Linked DNA regions of Gossypium hirsutum: region 1 is linked to region 2. A link is a contact called in public Hi-C data. All regions are on one chromosome and are shown on one strand. Each heading gives the region's core, a stretch centred on a gene start, on an enhancer-like site or on the middle of the called end of the contact. The rest is flanking DNA. Distances are from core to core; before and after follow the strand shown.

What was found. A called contact is a pair of places that touch in the nucleus more often than the background predicts.
Region 1: a contact with region 2 is called in a Hi-C map of leaf, with 3 times the contacts expected there. The contact joins the promoter of LOC107937897 here to the enhancer-like site in region 2. A contact is called at or near these places in 9 of 34 Hi-C or Micro-C datasets (anther, callus, leaf and 1 more).

What each region holds. Positions count from the first base shown.
Region 1 is chrA12:3,444,562-3,448,354 of Gossypium_hirsutum_v2.1, reverse strand. It overlaps LOC107937897 (polyadenylate-binding protein RBP47B), which reads right to left and starts at 2,383. Exons shown (of 6, transcript XM_016870901.2): 1 at 1,651-2,383; 2 at 1-446. The coding sequence starts at 2,019.
Region 2 is chrA12:3,363,444-3,367,580 of Gossypium_hirsutum_v2.1, reverse strand. No RefSeq gene overlaps it. Among protein-coding and RNA genes, the nearest start is that of LOC107937944, 12 kb to the right of the region's middle. Within about 2 kb of position 1,945, at least 2 of the 9 cell types and tissues checked have an H3K27ac peak or open chromatin away from gene starts, as enhancers often do. A contact at or near this core is called in leaf, where this site is marked.

The sequences.
Region 1 (3,793 bases), core at 1,134-3,633, 80 kb before region 2:
TTCTTGGGAGTTGCAACCCCAATTCTCATAGGTCTATTGGAGCAATACACACCATTCATTTCAGTCATGGCCCTTGACCTTTCATTTTCATCACCAAACCTAACAAAACCGTAGCCTTTTGAACGACCAGTATTTGAATCAATAACAACTTTTGCTCCCTTTACTGATTGAAATCTACTAGAAAAGGTTTCATGCAATATCGAATCAGTTACATCAGTGGCCAAATCTCCTACAAATATAGATAGGTCAGAACCAGCATCGGGCCGCCTTTCATTCACACTGAAGGAAGCCCAATTCAGACGAAAAGGCTGCTCTGTATTTGGCATTAGAGAACCATTATAACTTTGCAAAACCTTTTCAGCTGTTGCCCTTGAGTAAAATTCCACAAACCCATATCCTTCAGACTGACCAGTTTGCTTATTGCGAATAATCTTTACTGAAGAAACCTGGATTTTTGAAATGCCAAATTTCAGTAAGCAAGGGTATAAATGATGATGATAAGCAATAGCCTTTTCAGTACAATAGCCTGCTTCTGGATAATCAAGTAAAATGCTCAAAATGGTATTGGTATTAGACATCAACTGTATGATGGATCTGAGCAGCTAACTTTCCAAGAAACTAAAAATAAAACTGAAGCTAATAAAATTCTCTAGAAGATTTCAAGGTTCCAAAGAATGGTAAAAGATACAAAGTCTTTTAGGCCCCCATTTTTCAAATAATACAAGCAAAGAAAGAAGGAAGCTTTCGGAAAGATCATGGATACATTAGAACCTTCCCAGAAATAAATGCCAATATGAGCCAGGCACTTTCTTCAAAATGGTGTCCAAGACTTCACACTACCACATAAGCATCTCAGTAACTTTTGGATCCTAACCAAGAGGATCCTATTTTATGTGTTCAACAAGTTATCTACATTAAAAAGATTATATTAAACAATAATTCTGAATGTTCAGAAGCTTGGAGGAGTCCATGTAGCAGGGGAAAATGAATTTTAAGCATAATTGATTTCGTAATCCAGCCTATCTCCCCTAATTAATACCCAATATAAAAAGTCATTACATGTCTAGTTTTATAACAACCTAAGATTGCTACTGCTGCAAAGCTTGTTCTTTTTCTTGAAAGCATCAGCAGCAAAGCTTTGGATGTGAAATAAGAGGACTTTTTTCTTATAATTAAATTTCCATGTTTACGAAACAAGATGTAAACTGCTTTTAACCAAAAGCTAATCATCCAGGCAGCTACAACACAGCTTAAATTGTCTTTTGGCAATTATCCATTTTATTTTATAATGGCAATCAACTATATAGTCTATTCATCTGTTCAGCTTCAATTAAAAACAATCCCTGTCTTTAAATTAATCAGCTTTAATGTTCTGGGCAAAAAGTTTTAAGCCATAAACGCAGATTATTTTCTAAATAAATTACTGTAATTACATTAAAAACAGAAACCACAAACTTAGCATTCCTTATATTAGCAAAAAACCTCAAACCTTAACTTCTCCTTAAACTCCACAACCAAAAAAGGCAGCAAAGTACTAAAACCAACAGATTCCTCAAAACATAAAACAAAAAAAAATCTAGTATAAGATTCATGACAAGACATGCATCTATCAATTTCATGCTATAACCACACTATTGTATTTACTTTTACCTCGCCAGTATGAGAGAAGCAACCGTGGAGATAAGTTTCGTCCATCCAATGAACAAGGTCACCAACCCAGATCGTTTTAACCTCATCCGAATTACACCCTTGTTGCTGTTTTTGTTGATGCTGCTGCTGCTGTTGGTATTGTTGATAATGGTAATGATGATTATTGTAAGCCATATAATGATGGTGAGGGTACATCATCATCTGCTGCTGCATCATGACCATAGCAGCCGCCGGGTATTGCATGGCTCCCATCCACTGGTTAGGCACCCATTGTGGATGTTGTTGTTGTTGTTGTCTGGTTTGTTGCGCTGGCGGTTGTTGTTGTTGTTTTGAGTTGAGATCAGGAGCGTTGGTTGAACTTGACTGCATCTTTGATAATGTAGATAAACAAGCTGATCTGAGGCTCTGGGTGTTCTTCTTTCCTTCCTCTCTCTCTTTCTCTCCCCTTAATGGCCAAACGAGAGAAAGAAAAGCAGAGAGAGAGGGGGGGTGCTGTAGAAGGGAATGTAAGGTTATAAAGGGTGGCGGTGGATCTGAGTTGAAGGGGTAAATAGCGAGAAGGAAGGGCCTCGGCCTCGGGTACAGCGATGGTGGTTGTTTACGTGTTTTGTTTGTTGCCGGCCCGTGAGTTTTAGACAGGGACCCACCTGATGGTCGTGTGGGGATATCTTACCATGCTGACCTGGCCTCCAACCGCCATTCCCCTAGTAGGTCATGTTTTAGATTTACAGATAATGCATCACTAATTTAGCTGCTTTGTTGCAACTTGTAGAATTAGAATTTAGGAACTTTCCAACCTTTTTTTTTTTTTTAATCATTGTAATTTCAATATGACAAACCCATTTTTAATGTTTTTTATTTCTATTTTTAACATCTTTTATTTGATGAATTTATTTTATGTGTAACTTTGGTAAGTTCATCATCATCAATTTATAAAAGGTTTTTTAATTCGATACGTTGATCAAATAATTGAATTAATAGATTATTTTATTTCTATTATAGTAATTAATTTAAATTACAAATGTGAGTTATAAGTGTTGTATGTGATTTAATGCACATACTTCTTTCCATATAATATGTTAGTTACATACATATCACATCATCATTGCAATAATATCCTACAATTTTTTTTTTGTTTTAAATAATTTCAAATAATCATATGTATACGATCATAAGAAATAAGAAATACTGTTTGAAATAGTACCCTTAATGTAGTAATTTTTAAATTGATTAAAATAATAAAATTACCACATGCTCATTTAATTGATCGTTATATGTTTGTCTTGAATGATTTTAGCATTAACAGCAAAATATATAAGTAAATATAAGCTCCTTGATCACCTAAGGTTTAATTAATAATAAGTTGCATTATATGAATGGATTATAATGTAAAAAGACAACTCATATGTCGTCTGAATTACCCATAGTCCGTAAAATCAGATTAAGCAAATAATTAAAATAATAGGGGACTATTATGCCGTGTATAAGTCCAATTGGGGTATTAACTTGTCTTGCTTATCGTAACAGATTTGCTCTAAAAAATAGAAACATAAATGTGATTGTTTGAATTGATAATACATTATATTGGACTCAAATTGAATTTATCTTAAATATATTTATAGATTCATTCACTTATAACATAAATGACTTGTGTATTTTGGTATATTGAAAATTTGTGCTCTCATGATAGTAGGCCGAAAGTTGGTATGTTAGATGCGTGACTTACACATGGCATGACGTCACTCACAATAATGGAACCTTAACTTAAATAAGTAGGTAAATGGTATCTTCTTATTAGCATTGTATGAATTATGAAAATAGAACTAGGTATAAATATTGATACATGGTTAGAAATTGATATAAAAAATCTTAAGGTACCAAAGTGATAATTAAGTGCAACTTTAAGGATAAATAGTGCATTAACCCCCACCATAGACTATGCATCAGAGTACAGCAATAGATTTATATAACTTGAGATTAGACGTTGAAACAGAAGATTAAAGCGCAAAAATAAAAATAAAAATAAAAACGATTCAAAGAACTCCCGAAAGGATGTTCAAAAATTCGAGTCTTTTGACTCTCAAACCAACTAACCCCAATTTTTTTTTAAACCCCACTTGACTTCAAAGTTTAAGAAACTTTA
Region 2 (4,137 bases), core at 696-3,195:
TAAAGAAACGAAAATAAACAAGAAATGACTAAAATCGAACTAAAAACAGAGTTTTGGGACAAATTTAAAAGAAATAAAGGGAAAAGGATCAAAATGCAACACGCGCGTAATCTGGAAGGACTGAAACAGAAATTATTCCTTCCCTTCAAAACGCAGCGCAGCACGGGAGACCAAATTGCAGAGCATAATGAATTTCGGGGCCAAATTAAAATAAATAGAAACTTGATTGCAGAACATAAAAAAGCGGAAGGGCCTAATGTGCAAATAGACCATTAAGTAAAAAACACGCGGATCCTGAGGCGGGTTCGGATCGAACGGATCGGGTATGCTCAAAACGACGTCGTTTTGGGTGCTAATGACCAGCCCCAAAACGATGTCATTTTAGGGGGCTATAAAAGTCATGTTTTTGAGAAAAAAATCATTTATTAGCCTGAGGAAAAAAAAAGGGGAGAGAGAGGAGAGAATTCTCTCTGAGATAGGCCCAACTCCGGCCAGGAAGGTCGCCGCCGGCCACCGTACACGGTGGCCGAAAATTCGAAAAAAGGTATTTTTATTTTTATCTTTTCTTATATTTTTTATATGTATTTATAATAAAAATATATATTCATGCAAATCAATAGATTCGAAAAAAATAAAGATAAAAAAATCACCTTAGGTATTTGCTTTTGATTTTGGTATTTTTGGTTCCCTGATTCGGTGTTATACTCGTGCTTTTTATCAATGGAATTGCTATTCTCGTTTTTGCTTTTAAAATTGAATGTTTGTATTTGTGCAAAATTGCTGAATCCCCAAACTGATTTTTTTCCTGGCTTTTTAAAGCCATTTTACATATATTTCCTATTATTTTCACTGTTGTTTGCGTGTTCCTCTTGCAGGAACAGTTGGAGCGGTGCTGAGACAGCGTTAGAGGTGTCAGAAGGGTGGTGGCAGGTGGTGGTGACAGACCATAGGGGCGGCGGCCAGCTAGGCTAGGGTTTCTTTTCTTTTTTGTTTTTTTGTTTTAGATATTGGGCTAGGGTTTGAAATTGGGCTTAGTTGGGTTTGGTTTTTTTAGTTTAGTTTGGGGTGGATTTAATTTATTTGGGCCGGGCAAATTGAGCTTGTAACAAATTTGATTTGGATTTTTGTTTTCTTATGACAATTCACATGGTAACAAAGGTTTCTTGGTGACCAAAGAATGTTTTATTATTTTTCTTAGTCTTGGGTTGTGATTTTATTATTGATTTTAATTGAGTTTTTGGGGTTGCTGAGGTGTTTTTCAAGACTGTTTTGGGGTGCTGCTAAGCCTTCTGCGTTTCTTTTCTTTTTTTTTTGTATTGGTTTGGTTGGATATGGGGTTTAGGTTGGGGATGGTGTCATTTGCTTGAGTATGTTGTGTTTATTTGCTTATGTGATAAGTATGGGTGTGCTTGATGTGATCCTGTTTTGTTTTCTGTTTCGCCAACCTCTTGCTTACTCGTATTTTTGGGATTTCAAATTATAAAATGACACATCAGATAAATATGAAGAATAACTTTTATATGTAAATATTAAATTTAGAAAAACCTTGAAATTTTTGTAAAAGTTTTAATTTTCTTTTATTTACTTTTTTATTTCTTATTATTTCATTTTAACATTTTATTTCTCTTAATTTTTTATTGTAAATAAAATATGAAATAGTTAAGTTAACTATTTTAATTATGAAAGGACCTAATTGATATATCATTGATAGTTTAAGAATTTAATTAGAATACTTTAAAATTCAAGTTCACATTTGATACAATTAACTTAAATTTTTATTTTATAATAATTGAACTCATGGTTGGATGGATTAAATTAAAAATTATAACAATAATAAAGGCTTGCCATAAAAGGTGTGGAAGAAGCACTAACTTAGGGTTGGGCCCAACAAATTGATTTGAAATGAAAAGAATGGGTTGGGTTGGGTTTTGATTTAATATGTAAATTTTAAAAATACTTAGTGATGATGTCAACATGTGATTCATTACTTAGGTTTAATTGTTGTCTTCTGCCCACGTTGATCACGTGGAAAACACCATTTATTATAAATATATGATTTTAACTGTGTTATCCAAATTCACACCTAAATTTTATTTTGAATAATGTACACTATCCAATTTCCAATAGGTGGTGTATAGTTTTTAAATTATTTTTTATCTATTTAATTTCTATAATTTTAAAATTTTATTTTTATACCTTTCTAATCATATTATCCTTTCAAAATATCTTTATCTTTATATATATGTTCCTATTAAAATTTTAATTCATAATTATTTTCATGCACATAAAGTATTTAAAACATCTTATGATTGCTCAATAAAGTTTTTTTTTTTTTGTTGTTGTCAATTTTCATTTTATTAAATATTTTAATTAAGTTAATTAATAATTTAAAATTTTATTAAGATAGTTTTTAGGATAATATATCTTAATTTATTTTCTCAACTTCTGTTTATTAATAAATTTAAATGAAATATATGTTTTATTTTTATAATTTTATAACTTCAAATTTTTAAAAAAGATATTGATTTTAATTTATTTATTTTAAATTTTAACTGTTTATACATTTTATAAAAAACTCATTTATATAATTTTAATTACCATTAAATAGTGTAAAGTTTTAAAATTATAAATCTAGAATTAGAGTTTAGCTTTACAAAAATGAAAATAATTTTATAATATATAATTTTTATTAATATAAATATATATTTAATGAAAATTTGTTAATAATTTACTTTCTTACACTTTGTATATTTTTACAACACATGTAGAAAAAAAAAAACTATTCTATGGCATATAATTTTAGTATTTGAATTTATTTTTTAACTTTAAAGTATATATATATTTTAAGATAATATGAATTAAATAAATTAATATAAATTTGAAAATTTAAATAAATAAATATTAAATATTTTTGATCATTTAAAATTTAAATTTATTTTGATCATTAAAATAAATTAATTTTAATTTGTTTTCAAATCATACCTATTTCTTATATTATGATTAAATAATAATTTTATTTCTATTTTATTTTCTTTTTTTTATTAAGTTTTATTTTAAATGTTTTGCTATACTTATATTACAATTTGATAATATTCATAATTTCTTTTTTGTTATATTAAAATTTAGAGATAAATCTCAAAATTATATATGAACTTTGATTTAATCTATAATTTTATAAATAAACTTTAATTTGGTGCAATTATACACGTAAAATTCTAATTATGGTTCAAATATATGCTTGACACTTTAATTTTAATTTAATTATATGCATTTAGAGAAATAAATACATCAATTTATTATTATATTGGATAAATATAATTATTTATATATGCAATATATAAACATACAATGATGTTGTATCAATAATTGTGTTAATGGTTTACAAAAATTAGATCAAATTAAAGTTTCATGTATAAAATTGCATAAAGTAAAAATTTATGTATATGATTGCACATTAAACCATAATTCATATATAATTTTGAGATTTATCCATAAAATTTATTAATAATATTAAATTATATGTATCAAAAAATATTAAATTATAAGATAATATTTCTTTTATTTAAAAATAAATAAAACTAGTTACTGCATCGCATAGGTAACAACTAACAAGCTAGTATAATCTTCATACAAATAAGGTAAAAATCACATTTAGGTTAGTTAAATTTGTGACAGGTGTCACACTTATAATATAATATAATTCTATATTTAATTAAATTATGAAAATTATTTCCTTTTAGTATTCTCTTCAAATTGACATTTTAAAATTAAAAATGTAGTTAAAACTTTTCTCTTCTTTCTCTAAATCTATAGTTTTTTATCTTTTGTTTTGCTCAGCGGCGGTATTACCTTCTTTTCTTTCTTTCTTTCTTTTTTTTCTCATTCACTACACATGTATTTTCTCTTTTCAGTTTGCAGATCTATTTTGTGGGTATCTTTGTTGCTTTTACAAGTTGTGATAAACAGGTGGCGGTGCATATCGTTCGCTATAACTCCACCGGCCACCAGTAATTTTTCTTGGAAAGTGGGTGGCTCTTCGTCAATTTCTTAATTTGTTTCTGTTTTGAGAGTATTTTAAAATAATAAATGAATTCACGTGTCTATTTAGACTCATGTTGTCTTAAGTTTTATATGTTT